3 separate regions of the Sus scrofa genome follow, and all the other regions are linked to region 1. A link is a contact called in public Hi-C data. All regions are on one chromosome and are shown on one strand. Each heading gives the region's core, a stretch centred on a gene start, on an enhancer-like site or on the middle of the called end of the contact. The rest is flanking DNA. Distances are from core to core; before and after follow the strand shown. Region 1 overlaps RBPMS (RNA-binding protein with multiple splicing). Region 2 overlaps RBPMS (RNA-binding protein with multiple splicing). Region 3 has its middle 58 kb from the start of DCTN6.

The links. Hi-C and Micro-C count contacts between places; a contact is called where the count stands out from the background.
Region 2: a contact with region 1 is called in a Hi-C map of liver, with 4 times the contacts expected there. The contact joins two enhancer-like sites. A contact is called at or near these places in 6 of 47 Hi-C or Micro-C datasets (fetal heart ventricle, heart right ventricle, liver and 1 more) and 1 of 2 datasets of contacts at active chromatin or transcription factors (skeletal muscle).
Region 3: a Hi-C map of liver shows a contact between it and region 1, with 4 times the contacts expected there. The contact joins two enhancer-like sites. A contact is called at or near these places in 2 of 47 Hi-C or Micro-C datasets (both in liver) and 1 of 2 datasets of contacts at active chromatin or transcription factors (skeletal muscle).

The regions. Positions count from the first base shown.
Region 1 is chr15:54,700,926-54,705,926 of Sscrofa11.1, reverse strand. The region is part of intron 1 of RBPMS (RNA-binding protein with multiple splicing); the gene reads left to right. Among named protein-coding and RNA genes, the nearest start is that of RBPMS, 22 kb to the left of the region's middle. Within about 2 kb of position 2,861, at least 38 of the 83 cell types and tissues checked have an H3K27ac peak or open chromatin away from gene starts, as enhancers often do. A contact at or near this core is called in liver and skeletal muscle, where this site is marked.
Region 2 is chr15:54,552,210-54,557,210 of Sscrofa11.1, reverse strand. RBPMS (RNA-binding protein with multiple splicing) reads left to right here. Exons shown (of 9, transcript XM_021074872.1): 7 at 2,341-2,410. The coding sequence ends at 2,403. Among named protein-coding and RNA genes, the nearest start is that of SMIM18, 89 kb to the right of the region's middle. Within about 2 kb of position 1,935, at least 18 of the 83 cell types and tissues checked have an H3K27ac peak or open chromatin away from gene starts, as enhancers often do. A contact at or near this core is called in liver and skeletal muscle, where this site is marked.
Region 3 is chr15:54,835,703-54,840,703 of Sscrofa11.1, reverse strand. No RefSeq gene overlaps it. Among named protein-coding and RNA genes, the nearest start is that of DCTN6, 58 kb to the left of the region's middle. Within about 2 kb of position 1,968, at least 30 of the 83 cell types and tissues checked have an H3K27ac peak or open chromatin away from gene starts, as enhancers often do. A contact at or near this core is called in liver and skeletal muscle, where this site is marked.

The sequences.
Region 1 (5,001 bases), core at 1,612-4,111:
CCCGTTCCTTTTTTTTTTTTTTTTTTTTTTTTTTTGCTTTTGGGGCTGGCCTGGTGCATTTGGAGTTCCCAGGCCAGCAGTCAAATCCAAGTTGCAGCTTCCATCTATACCAGCAGCTGCAGCAACGCCAGATCCTCTAACCCATAGTGCCCGGCTAGGGTTTGAGCCTGCGCCCTGGCACTGCAGAGACACTGCCGATCTGATCCCGTTGCCCCATGTCGGGGACAGTCTTCCCCTTTAAAAATAACTTTATGGAGGTATAATTCACAAAACTTAAAATTCACTCTTCTAAAGTAGACAGTTCAGTCATTTTCTGGTGTATTCGGAGTTGTGTAACCATCACAAATCTAATTTTAGAACATTTTTGCCACCTTCCCTCCCTCCCAAAATAAAACCTGTCCGTACTCATCAACCCCTCCTCCGAGCCCTTGGCAACTGCTCATCTACTTTTAGTCTTCATGGGTTTGCCTATTATGGACATTACGAACAAATGGGAATAATACAAAACGTGGCCTTTTGTGCCTGGTTTATTTCACGTAGCATACTATTTTCAAGGTTCATCCATGTTGTTGCATGAATTGGTACTTTGTTTTTTTTTATGGCTGAATAATATTCCCATGGTGTGCTTATACTGCATCGAGTTGATCCATTTGATCCTTTGATGAACATTTGAGTTGTTGCCACATTTTGGGCACCCTCTTCTTACAAAGACATTCCACCTCCAGGCCCCTGACTTTCTTCTGCCCAGTGCTTGTTGCTTCGTCCTTGCCATGCATTTATGTTTTTCCCCCAGGCTTACTCTGTGAGTAAGAAGTCCCTCCATAGGACTCTCATGTCAGTCTCTGACTTAGCACATTGGATATACTGCCTAGTATTTTTACTTAGGTCTTTTCATGAATCTCTACTTATGTTTGTTTGACCTTTGAGCTTATTTGCTTGTTTTTGTTTTTTTGAGTTTTGTTTGTTTTGTTTTGTTTTGGTTGCACCCTCAGTATGTGGAGAGGTTCCTGAGACAGGGGCGAACCTTCACCACACCCAGTGACAGTGGTGACTCCTTAACCCACTGAGATGCTTTCTCTTTCTTTTCTTTTTTCTTTCTTTCTTTCTTTCTTTTTTTTTTTTTTTTTTGGCCTGTTTGTAAGTTTTAAATACAATTAAGTCAAAAAAATACTTAATCCACCAACAAGGCTAAGAGCCTTGCCTTTGAGAGAACTTTAGATTCTAGCAGAGCTTCTATTCTAGGTAATATACACACACACATTCACACATACCTCTTATGTTTCCATGTGGTCACAAGATATGATACAGGGTAGATTCTCAGTCAGTGTGATTTGATAACTATTACCTTGAAATTACCAAAAAGTTGGGAGTTCCCATTGTGGCTCAGTGGTAAACAAACTCAACTAGGATCCATGAGGACGTGGGTTCGATCCCTGGCCCCGCTCAGTGGGTTGGGGATCTGGTGTTACCATCAGCTGTGGTGTAGGTCATGCGTGTGGCTCGGATCCCTGTTGCTGTGGCTGTGGTGTAGGCTGGCAGCTGTAACTGATTCAGCTTCTAGCCTGAGAACTTCTGTATGCCCCAGGTGTGGCCCTAAAAAGAGAATTGAAAAATTGAATGAGTCCACTAATCCTCTTGCAGGCTGTAGGTTGCTGTCTTGTTTCTTACTGGCAACTGTAATCATAGTTGCCAAGTTTATTCATGAAGGCAAAGGGATGGGTGTGAAGTGTCCCCTAGGAGATGGAAGCCAGCGTGGGGAAAGCAAGTCCCCTACGTGCTGTGTCTTCCCTGCAGACCCTAACCTTCATCTTGCCCCTTTCCTAGGCTTTTCAGGTTGGGGTCTTCTTTATTCCAAAGACTGGAATCTTGGAGACCCGGAGGGAGAAAGAGGGGAGGGCAGAATCCGTCCTGTCCCTCCAACTGCTGTCGGAGATGAGAAATTGTCCTCCTTCCTGTTCCTTAGTAGGAAAATGGTTACACAGTTCCTGACAAAACCAAGGCCTGTCAGGTCCTGAACCAGGCTCTCAGGAAGAGCTGCCAGTTCCTTGCCCACTTGGCCATAAGTATCTGCACCATCAGGGGGCTTCCTCCTCCAGTCTTGGCAGTGGCAGTAGTGTGCATGGCTCCCCTAGTACCCTCTGAGGAGGATGAATGAGTTAATATTTGTAGCGGCCTCTGGAAATGTTAAGTGCTTGGTGTTCTTATCTCCTCTGTGAACATAATTGCCTTATAAGGCTGTCCACCAGGGCTGAGGGACTTGGGGCCAGCCTGTGAGGCTAGTTGACTGTGACAGTTCATGACAGTGTTCCCAGAACAGGCTCCGGTGTCTTATTTTTAATACTGGTGATACCACTTTTTTTTGCTAATTGTTAGTGTCTGTCTTACAAGTACTTCCCTTCAGCTTTATTGCATCTATTTTTAGCACCCAACCTCTTGTGAGTCTTTCCCTCTGAAAACCAAGCATAGTAAAGTCCGTTTGAACAAAGTGATCCAAAGTGTTAGATTTTTCTTTTTTTTTTTTGAAAGGTAGACTGCTCATCCCAAGAATTATTTTGAAGTAAATTCATTCTTTTTTTTTCTTAAAAAATACCGTATTTTAAGAGGAAATGGCAGATACAATAGTCCAGTAGCAAACCTTATTTTAAATCAATGAATGAAAATGTATACTATTCAGACTAGATTACTCCAAACGTTTGTTCATTTTTCTTTCATGGAACAGAGGCTGCTTTTCAAACAGTGGTATGTAAACATGGAAATTTACATGTTCAAAAGCCAGTTTTAAAGATTTCCCCTCTAACTCTGGCTGTCCATGTTATGACATAAACATTTATGCTGTCATAGGTTGTTTTTTTTTTTTGAGCTGGATGGGACCCAGGAAGTTCTTTTATTTAACACCCTCCCTTGAGCAGTGAGTCAGCTGAAGCCCAGGGTTGGGTCTGGAACCCATTTCCTTTTTCAAGTTGACTGTGTTGTTCTCATTGACCTCTGTCTCTCTCTGGAAGTAGAACTGTCATCTCTTTCTGGATCTTTTTTTTGGGGGGGTGGGGCGCTGTGCCTGTGGCTTGTGGAAGTTCCAGGGCCAGGAATCCAACCCACGCTGCAGCTGTGACCTGAGCCACAGCAGTGACAACACTGGATCCTTAACCCGCCGCCCCACCAGGGAACTCCTGTTTTGACTTTAATTTATAAAGAGGATGATAGATATTTTTACAGGTAAATGGTGTAAAATATGCCACAACATTGTTTTGGGGTTGAGAGAAGGGAAAAAGTTTAGAGTATTATTTCTTATATCCTTGTTGACCTCTGAAAGTATCTTGATTAAACCTCTCCCTTTTTAGTGTTATCAGAACAACAGGCATTGATTCAATGGCTGGCTCTGTGGGTTACCATCATTTTCATTAATGATATCTTATGCTTGCCAGGGCAGTACCTTGTGAGTAAGTATAAATCCTATTTAGAGGCAGTGAACAATTATTTTCGGTGAGTCTTGGACCTCCTGTATCTGTGAATGTTTATAGGCAGTGTTGTTTATAGGAAATTGTGCAGAGTTGGGGAACTTTGGCCTTAGTACTGGTGGGAAGTGGGACACAGTAGGCTGGGTCTGTTGCTGGTTAGCTCATTTGATTAGAACAGTATGCCAATGACCCCAAGGTCACTGGACCATCTGTGTGTAGGCCAGCCAGCTCTTCTCTGCTGGGATTCCAGCCCTTGGCCAGGAGGCTGGGCCATGTGTGTCACTGGTCACGAAGCTGGAGCAGATAGATCACCAGACCCAGAGAACGAATTCAAAACACATGCCCTGTGGATTGAAGACTATTTGTGGCTTTTTAATTTATGGGTCTATCATAATGTTGAGAAATTTTACACAGTTCAAAGAATTTCTGATGAATATATCTGTGTACATATCTATCAAGGATCCTAGGAAAATACAGAAAAGTTAAGGAAGGAAACAAAAAAACACTTATCCCATTACCGATAGATTTTACATTTTGGATTTTTTCCCACTCTTGACTTTTTTGGCTTCCATGACACCATGGGTGCCCCCCACTACAAACACACGTTTTCCTTTTCATCTTTTTTCCTTGGTTTGGTTGTTTTTTGTTTTTGTCTTTTTCGGGCCTCACCAGCGGTATATGGAAATTCCCAGGCTAGGGATCCAATCGGAGCTGTAGCCACTGGTCTACACCAGAGCCACAGCAACACCAGATCCAAGCTGAGTCTGCAACCTACACCACAGCTCATGGCAATGCCGGATCCTTAACCCACTGAATGAGGCCAGGGATCGAACCCACAACCTCATGGTTCCTAGTCGGATTCATTTCTGCTATGCTACGATGAGAACTCCTCGTTCTCAAGTGATAGTATTTTTCTGGCCTGGGTCTTCGTTTCTCATTATCCTGCTCTCCTGTGCACGATGCCCTTTGTCCCAGACTTCTGCCCTGAGCTCCAAATATGCAAGTGTCTACACCACCTCTAGTTGAATGTCTCCCATATATACCTTAAACAGTATGTCCAGTAATTTCATTATCTTCACCCCCACACTTGCCCCCTGTATTCCACATCAGAGTCACCTTTTACCCAGGTGCCTAACTCCTCTCTAACTAGTCTTTCACCAGACCCAACAATTCATCCTTCCATGTGTTTCTCAGATCTGTCGACTTCTCTCCATCTTCCTTGTACCACTGTAGCAAGGCCACCATTACAATTTTCTGCCCTGTCATACCAGCTTTGAAACACCTTTCTGTCTCTAGCATGGCCTGCCCAAGTCTTTGATCTTCAGGATAGCCAGGGTTACCTTTTAAGAAGTTAAGATGCCCTGTCATTCTCTCCCTTAAAACCTTTAACTGCATCCCCTTACCAGGTAGCCTTATCTGTGACACTTTTCTTCTGCAGATTCTGCTTTTGTCTTAGCAAGCTTCATTCATTCTCAGTAATGCACTGTCATTTCATTCATTCAGTAAGCATTTTTATTGAGTATCTACCATGGCAGATGCTAGGGTT
Region 2 (5,001 bases), core at 686-3,185, 150 kb after region 1:
GCCAGAGAGGCTGGAGCAGATGCGCGGGAGACAAGGGCTTCCTTCTTGCAGTCACTGCACCGAAACAACCATGGCATCCACTCCGAGGCTCTCCTCTCCCTGTGTCTCCTCTGAAACACCAAGTGTCTTGGCCTCCTTGGGCTCAGCGCCCCAGCCCCACACCTAGGCAGCACCAGCCGCACCACCGCGCTCCCCCTACCCTGGTGCACACGCACCCATCCCCCCCTCCACTGTGTGTTTAGGTTCCCAGCCCCCCACCTGCCACAGGGCCGTGCCCCCGCCCTCTCCTTTCCCACCTGTCTCAGGAAGGCAGCTCCAACTCTGCCCTTTGCTTAGTGAGCTCGTGGATTCAGATGCACAAGGCCATAAGCCGGGGGTAGGTACCAGTTTTTTCTTTGAGTCTCTCTCTGTCTTCCTCCCCTTCCTCTTTCCCGCTCCCCCTCCTCTCTGCTCCCTTCCTGCCTCCCACATCTCCCCTCTTTATTTCTCTCTCCTTTGTCCTGCATAACCCCCTAAATTCCCAGAGTGATGTGTGTTTAGTCTAGCAAAGCTTTTGGTCCCTTGTCTCTTTAACTGCTGTGAGTGTTGAAGGAACTCTGGCTCTGCCTTAAATGAGCTTCAGGACCTGCTGGTGGCTCCCACGAAATACAGCTCTGCCCTCTCATGATACAGAGCTCCACCTTGGCTAGTCATCTTGTTTCTAGTAATACCTGATGTGCTCCCTGCCCCCGCAGGTCACTAATACACAGCAGACCCAAGGGGCCCCCAGAGGTGGAGTCCTGTGTAGGCAGAAGCTCAGAATGCATCCTTGGACTCTTTAAGTCCCTCTTACGGAGTAAGTGAGGCCAGACACTTCTATTCCCTCTGGGGATAGAGTCCCCCAGTGTGGCCCCTTATCCTGCAGGGACAGTCAGAGAGGGAATAGCCACTGAGGGAGACCTGTGTGGTAAAGAAGGAACTCTGCAGACTCCTGCAAATGAGCCAGGGGCAAAGGCCAGGGTACTACTGATTGCTCTCTAGGACCCATTCCTAGATAGCCCAGGATAGCCTCAGGATCAGTCAGAGCTGGTAGAGCCTGAGCACTGGATTCTGACCCAGCCTCAACCCCATGGGACTTATGACCATGGTGGACATCATTGCAAATACCCAGACCTCATCCAATTCCCAACCTGTTCCGCTCAGGTAAGATGAGCCAGAAGGTTTCTGTCAGTGCCTCAGGCGCCGGCACTTCCATGTCAGCTGGCTTGCAGCTTCCTCTGTTTATGCTTTGGAGATACAAACAGGATGCTATATGAAAAAAAGGGGTTATGCTACAAATTTAACCACTAACACTGATTTGCCAGGGTAATATTCCCCCCAGCATCCCATTCCACCAGAAACACTCTCGTGTGAACTGGTTTGGGCCAGACCCAGATAAAGAGCAGTCTTCCCCCTGCCATGCTGGGCGGACACCACCTCCCAGCCGGGCCACCCAGCCCTCTGCTGTGCTGCTCCCTGCACTGCTTTCTGTGTTGCTTATGGGCTGGTGGAGAGCCATCCCTGCTCAGTGTAAAAAGAAGCAGCAATAAACAGGCTTCTCTAGCCTCTACCCAGAGGTTTACAGGCAAAACAGACAGTGCCGGGAGGTGGAGTGAACGTCTGGTAGAGCCAAAGCACACATGCTCTTTTGTTTGTTTTTCCTGTTTTCTTCAGTCGGAGACCGGGAGCATTCTGCCAAGTGCAGAGCATCACAATCCTTTTGTGTTTGGGGCCTGGCCTTGCACTTTGGGAACCTAATCGGAAGAGGTGGGGCAGCCAAGCGGGCAGAGGGCTCAGTGCCAGACATCCCAGAGTGCCAGAAAGCCAGGATCCTTTTCTAAAAGGACAGGACCAGAAGCTCCAAGCCACCCTGGCCAGACCACTGGTCTGGATGGTGTCATGGACCGTCCCTTCCTTATCACAGCAGATACATGTTTCCACACAATGCTCAGGAAGCCACTGGGCGGCCTATCCCCCAGCCCAGGTGTTGCTGAGTCAGTGCGGAAAAGAGGGGTCACTGGGCCAGGTTTTAGCCCAGCAGCAGCTGTGACTTGAGAAGGGGGGTGGGAGCAGGAGGAGCCACTGGGCCCCGGGTGCTCAGTCAGGGGGTGCATTCCTGAGAGCTCGGCCTCGTGCTCAGAAGGGGGTGTGGAGGATTTCTCAGGATGCTGTTCAGCCCCAGGGGAGACAGCTGCCCAGGCAGGGGTGCTTGAGCACCACCTGGGAACTGGGAAGGGGGCAGTAGCCTGGCAGGATGCCCTGAGGGGTGCAGACGTGCCCCGGAGCCCAGGTTCACAGCCTTCTCCCCACATGTCTTTCCAGATGCGCTGGCTCCCTCCGTCCGAGGCTACTTCTCAGGGCTGGAAGTCCCGTCAGTTCTGCTGAATACTGTGTAAGTACTCGGTTTTAATGAGAACCGTGTCCAGGGCCTGGGTGAGCACAGGACCGAGCAGACGTTTGGTCACTGGGCAGCTCTCATCCTGCATTGGCGCCCACACCTTCTGCACTTGCAGGGGTCATCCCAGGTCATTACACTTAGCACCCCAAGAGCGCCTTTGGGGCCATACGTCTCTCCAAGAGATTTTCACTTGGGACTGAAGGAGAAGTGAGGGATACGAACTGGAGAACTGGGATCCTGGCCCCCTCCCCCACACCCCCACATGAATCAGGAAGTGACATGACTGTTACTCACCTGCTGCCAGCGTGAACAAAACCTTCCTCAGGTCACAGACCTAAGTCATCTACTGACGTAGCGCCTTAGAGTGGGAATCCTAGAGATTTACTTCTGTACATGCCCGCCCGTCTGTCAGAACTTGGGATAGTTCTTTCTAAATCACCTAAATGGTCTTTACAAAACACCCAATGTCCTTACGAAGGTACTCAGTGTGCTGCTTCCAATAGGCTTTCCTTAAAGTTTCTTGAGGGAAACTATCCCAAGTTGGCCTTTGCGCCATTTCTTCACAGGCCCAGCCTTGCTTCAGGGAACTACCAAATGATTTGTTTTCCTGTAAATGTAGAATTGCTGTCACATCCCAAACACCACCTGTAATTCAGTATCTTGCCCGAATTTCTGTGAAGTATAAAGCAGTGTTGTTCTGAACTCTAATTTGGTGTGTGAATTTGGAGAGTCTGCCCCGCATCTTTGAAATGTTACTGTCCTACACTCAAATCTTCTCTTTGTTTATGTCATTCCTTCACAAGACAGGAAGAAAAATGGGAATAGGGAGAGACCGGACTTCATCCAGTTAGAAATGGCACAGAGGCCATGGAAAGTTGTTATGTATCTCTCCCTAACACTCCTCAAGGAAAGCTTCTAAGATAAATTCTTTCTTTCTTGTCTTTTTTTTTTAGGGCAGCATCTGCAGCACATGGAAAAGGTCCCAGGCTAGGGATCGAATCAGAGCTGTAGCTGCCAGCCACAGCCATGGCGACTCAGGATCCAAGCCGCATCAGCAACCTACACCATAGCTCACGGCAGCACCAGCTCATTAACCCACTGAGTGAGGCCAAAGATTGAACTGAAGTCCTCATGAATACTAGTCAGGTTCCTTACCACTGAGCCACAGTGGGAACTCCAAAGGTAAATACTTTAAAATGTTCTATTTCTTCTTCCATAATACTGAGTCTCATGTGCCTTTGTTAGATCACTTGAGGCCATTGAGATTCTTGAGGAGGAGGTATCATGAGGGGAGAAGCTGGCCTCTAGTTGACGCTGATTCAGCTCAAATGGAGAGCTGTCTCAGACAGCTCACAGGGAAAGCATGGAGGAACAGTAGATGCCCAGGCTGGCCTTGTGCAGGTCAGAGCCCTCCTAGAGGAAGAAGGAGAATGCTGAGTAGTTCCGGGCTTTCTTTTCTTTTTTTTGGTGTTTCTCTCTTTTTTGTAGCCACACCCACAGCATGTGGAAGTTCCCAGGCCAGAGATGGCACCTGCATCACAGCAGTGACCTTAGCTGCTGCCGTGACATTCCTGGATACTACTGTGTGCCATAGAGAACTCCCCAGGGTTTATTTTCCACATGCAAGTTGCCCTGTTAAACTGAAGTCTCCGTTGGTGGTTCATGTCACCTTCATTTCAATTTCCAGGGGAACTGCTGAGTGCAGATTTCATTTGCTGAAGTTCTCAGTACTGTAAAAGGTCAGTGTTCCCAGAGAGCTCCAGTCCTAGGTCAGAAGGAAGGCTTCTTCATCTAAAGGAAGGGCTTCACCAAACAGGAGGATTGGCGATGGGTATTAGAGCACCAGAAATCCCAGAAAGGTATCAGAGTGGCCAGTTGACCCGCATCCCAACTGGTCAGGATTCTTTCTCTGGCCATGGAAATAGATAAGCTGAAGGATAGCATTTTTATTGCTTTAACACTTCAGAGTTCCCTTGTGGCACAGTGGGTTAGGTATCCGATGTAGTCACTGTAGTGGCTTGGGTTGCCGCTCTGGCATGGGTTCAGTCCCTGGTCTGGGGATTTTCATATGCCATGGGTGCAGGGGGGAGAAAAAAAGAAATCAAGGAGTTAGGATTATAGCTGTTCATCCCCTAACTCATGTTTCTGAGTGTGATCAGAGAGCACTTGTCCTTAAATATAATTGTGGGCAGAGTCTTAGATGCTTCCAAGGTTGAAGTTAAACAGATTTCCTTACCAAACTATTCTCATAACAGTATGAGCATTGTCGGAGTTCCCTGGTAGCTCAGCGGGTTAAGAAGCTGGCATCATCACTGCTGTGGAACTTCCACATGTTGTGGGTATAGCCAGAAAAAAACCTCATGCATATAATCCTTGGACAGTAGTCATCTGTTAACACTTGTTACTAATCTGTGATGACAGGGGAAACATCAGGATTCTTTCCTTAAAGCTACTTGGATTCATCCCTCATTCTGAAATTACAGAAGGCACCGTTTTTCTGTGTGTGTTAAAGTACCCTTTTAAAATGAAATGGTAATGTCAGTGAATAACGTTGTATTTCAAATGTCCTTTTTTAGGAAAACAGT
Region 3 (5,001 bases), core at 719-3,218, 140 kb before region 1:
GCCAACACAATGAGAAGCCTCTCACTGCAGCAGGGAGGGAGGTGAGGAACGTGGTTTGGCATGGGGGCTGAAGGTCTGGCCAATCTTGTGAACGAGCATCAGATCCCAGTAAACCTGGCCCACCTGCCTGCCCAGGAATGGTTTGGGCTGATGCAAAAAGGAGCCAGACATTGACTTTGAAAACTTCATTCTAGCCCTACTGTGCAAGTCTGAAACCCTGGCCTCATGCAGGGATGACTCCCACTCCCTTTTCTAACAGCTGGAAGGAAGGAATCAGAAAAGCACCTTTCCAGTGCACAGAGATGCGTGGCCATCAAAATAAATTTCAACACATTGGCAGAAAATGCTGGCCTTTTCCTGCTGCAAACTGCCTGCTCTTTGTAACTTAATTCACTATAGGATCCATCCCCCCCCCAAAAAAAAAACCCCTCTTCATGTGCATGCAGGGAAGGCCACCCTTTGGCTTCCCATAGTGCTGAGTGCTTTTATCTTAGACACTCACACAACTGGGCTTCCTGATGGCGTTGCGTGGAAGAGGCCCTCTGGGGCAGAGTTAGACAGGGTGGGGATGGGGTGGTTACTAGTTCATCAAGTCTTTTTAAAATCATCTCAAAAGATAGTTCTTTTGTCATTTGCAGGAGCCGACAAATTTTGAGGCCATCTATGGTGGCTTACAAAAACATAAAAATGAAAAAAAACCAAAGATTTTTAAAACTCAGGTATATTATTGGCACAGAGAAAAGCACAGGCATATATAATTGCTAAAAGAGAGCCAGAAAATTTCTCTAAGTCTCCTTCCTGGAAGCCAGAGGGCAAAGGATCATTACAGGAGCTGCACAGCGTCTGTAGGTGCACTTGGGCTGCTTTGTAGGAATAGGACATGTCTCTTACAACTGAGAACTGAGAAAAATCTTCCCAGTGGGTCCAGCCAAAGAACTCAGGTGCATTGTCTCATCTGAGAAAACAACCAATCTCTCATGACAAAAGATTCATGATATCTAGTGTGGGGTTTTGTTTTGGTTGTGGTTTCTTTCTTTCTTTCTTTCAAATCAGAATCACAGGTTGGCTCAAATAACTTACTCCTTTGGTAGAAATGAGAAAAGCATATGTTGATGCAAATGTGCAAGAAAGAATCACAGGAATAGGGAAAGGGTGCAAGAGGCATTTTATAGCTTGTTGGGAGCAAAGGACAGAAACGTATCTGTAAAAAAAAATCCAAACCTAAAATTCCCACATCAGGAACTATGTGTAAAGTTTGCTGCATCCTCCCTACAGCCCCCACCTCCCTGACTGGCCTGGAGTACTTCCAGCTTGTTGTTATTTATTAAATGGTCATCAGCCCTCCTTTTTGTAACTGGTATTCAATAACTGCCTCATCCCCTCCCTGGAGTTAGCCTGAGTCAGGCTGCAGTGTTCCAAATTGCCAGCAGGTGTCAACAGCTAACATGATTCAGAGAAGCCAGAAAAATGCAAAGTTCTTTTTCTCCACTTGAAAACTTTCCACAGAACCTAATGTGGGCAAAGTCCAAATTCCTAGCCAGGACGTCCCAGACCCGTCGGATTTAATCCAATCATTTTTTACAGCCTTGGTTCTTAGGTTCTTAACAATTCAGGCGCCCATTCAATCAATCAGCAAAGACTTATGGAACATTTGTTTTATCAGGTGCTTTGCTGGGGGGCTGGAGATAAAAAAAAGATGACAGAGATTTCATCTCTGCTCTGGAGAAGCTCACTGCCTACTTAGGAAAGCAGTTTGGGGCTAAGCTGCTATGGTAAAGAGACGTTGATCTCCATGTGCGCAAACACACACACACACACACACACACACACACACCACACACACACACACACACCACACACACACACACACACACAGGCTTAAAGAAGGTTCAGTTTATTTCTCACACCAAAACCAGAGTGGTCCAGACTAGAGGGTCATGTGGGGATCTGGCTTCTTCCCATCTTGTTGTGCGTCATCATCCGTAGGATGTTGTCCTTAGTTGCATGGTTAAGGCAGGGTCATGACCGTATCCAAGCTTCAGCCTGGGAAAGGGGAAGGAAAAAGGAGGACAGGCAATTTCCTTTTAAGCAGGAAACACTGACGGTATACCTACCTTTTTATACACTTTGCAGGATAGGGACCCCATCATGTGGCCATATCTAGCTGCAAGGAAGACTGGGAAATGTAGTCCTTATTGTTGGCAGTGGCATGCCCAGCTAGCAATAAGTTGGTCAGAGAGCATCTCTGTTTTTCATACAATCTAACTTTACTTTTTTTTGGAGGGGTTTTTAAGGCCACACCTGCAGCATATGGTGGTTCCCAAGCTAGGGGTCTAATCAGAGCTACAGCTGCTGGCCTGCCACCACAGCTGTAGCAACACCAGATTTGAGGCGCGTCTGTGACCTACACCACAGCTCACAGCAACACTGGATCCTTAACCCACTGAGTGAGGCCAGGGATCAAACCTGCCACCTTGTGGTTCCTAGTCGGATTTGTTAACCACTGAGCCACAACGGGAACTCTGAGTTATATTCTTAAGGCATGAATATAAGTTGCTCAGGTGGGAAAGGAGGAAGAACATTCTAGAATGTGAAGAGCATCTGTAGAGGTCTGTAGTCATGGTGAGGCCAGCTATGTTGGTACATTTGTTATGGGGTACATGTATTGGCAGGGGGAGGAAGACAGGAGAGAAACTGGAAAAAAGGAGTAGAATCATATTGTGCTAAGTTTCCTACTCCAAACCAAGGCACTTGGATTTTACCCGACTGAGCAGATGCTTTGGGGGTAATTCCCAAGTCTAGGGGCCAAACCAGGTCCCCAAATTCCTGTCACTCTATGTGGGTGGGCTCCAGGCATCCCAGTGTATTGCGCTTGACACCACTGAGACAGTGAGCAGAAATAATGTGGCAAGGGGTGTGTGTGTGTGGTTTTGTTCTTGTTGGATATGACTTGTGTATGTTATGGAAACAAAAGGAAGGATGCAGAAGCCAGAGGTTGAGAACATCAGAGAGAAGGGATGATGGACAGTTTTATATTCCTCCGAAGGGCTCTTGGCCAATTCAATGTGGAAAGGAAGCACCTAGCTTTTGGTAGGAGAGGAAAAGGCGGGCTTTTGCTTGGTGCTGGGAGGAAGAGGCAGAAGTTGCTGTCTCAGCTGTTTCTATTTCTCTGCCCAGGAGGAGCAAGATCACCTGCCAAGAGTGAGGGGATCTGAGGAGAGTAGAATGGTTGGAAACTGTGCTTGTGAGGGTAAGACAGTGAGTGGACAGGCAAAGCCCAGCAGTGTTACTCAGTAGATCATCAATGTATTTGCCTCTCCACATATCCAATCAACAAATGTTCACTGAGGTCAAATAGGATGGTAGGCAGTGGTGGATGCAGAGAGGAGTAAAGCACAGCAGCCAAGAACAGGGTTTCCCTGCACAGTGGTGCAAGTTGTGCACTGCCCAAAGGTGGCAGTGGGGGAAGGATCTAGCTGAAATCCAGTTCATGCATCCCTAGGCAAGTCTCAAATGAGCTACCTGTGCCAAGAAGGAGTGTCTTTATCAGTGAGCCCAAAGGGGGCAGTGGGAACATTTGAGGCCCCAATTAAGGGCTAGTTGTTTAAGGTCATGGGAGAAAAGAATGCGTTGTGGAGTAAGTGCTATAATTAAGAGAAGGCTCTGAGGATGCACAGGGAAGAGTGACACAAACCACTGAGGAGTGAGCAGTTCTCGAGGGAATGGGACTGAAATCCGACTCAGGCCCCCTGGGACCACTTGGGAGGGCACAGGGGGGCAGGCAGAGCAGGGGGGAGGGGAGTCATGGACAGAGACTGGGAAGCTCTTTTTCACCAATTTACTCTGTAGGCTTTGAAAATTAGCTAGGGCTGGACTGTTCATATGCTAATTGCAGCAGCCCCCTCCCAGTCTTCCCAGGCTTCCCCACCCTCACTGTGAAGGGCCCCTAAGGTGGGGTTGGGAGTGGCGAGGTTTAGCTTGTGTTGGTGAAGAGCAGGGCAAGTAAGGGCGTGGGGCTGAGGTTTGTCCCACCTTGCTTCTAACCGTGGAAGTTTTCTTTCCTTTCTGGAGCTGGAGATTCTGCTCACATGTTGAGTCCAAAAGTCAAAACCCCCTTGGCTAGGCCTCTAGTGCAGCATGCGGAAGTTCCCTGGCCCAGGAACGAACCCACGCCACAGCAGCCACCCAGGCTGCTGCAGTGATCCTTAACCCATTGTGCCGCCAGGGAACTCCTAGATGTTTAGAAATGATTGATAATATAACATATATCCACTTTGTGGAGGAAAAAACCTCTCACATTTGTTATCCAGTTTGAGGTGGGAGCCAATTCAGTGAGGTTCGAAAGGGGCATGTCTCAGAGAAGGTAGCTGATTCAGCTGAGGTCATCTGCATGGTTGGTTAACTGGCAGAGCTAGGATGCAAATCCCCATCTGCCTGATTTCAAAATAACTGCTTTTTCTGTACCCAGAGAAGGGGAATAGTGACACTTGCTTTATGGTTGTGAGAATCCATTGAGAAAATCAACACAAGGGGCCCAGCAGAGCTCCCTGTGTGTGGTGTTCACACTCAGAAACTCCTAGTTTCCTTCTCTGTAACCAAGAGTGGCCAACTGCCACTAAACCACCACCGTGTGGGGAACAGAGCTGGTCCTGGGCTACAGCCAGCTTGTGTGTCACTCTCTGTTTTCCATGTTGCCTGCCTGCTGCTTGGGCCTCCGTGCTCCTCCCCTGGCTCCCTTCCCAGTGGAAATACAAAAGCTGCGTGAAGGAGAAATAGCATGGGGGTGGGGGTGGGGCTCTAAGACCGTCATCAATTATATCAAAAAACACTTAAATCATTGCATTTTAACATGGTGCTTATCTGGGCATAGTGCCAGAGACAAGAGTGCGGAACAGATGATGGGAATAAATAGAGGACGAGAAAAGCATCTCCTGGTACCTCTAACCTACCAGCTATAGGAAGTCTTTCTAGAAAACACTGGTTCTCAACCTCACCAGATCC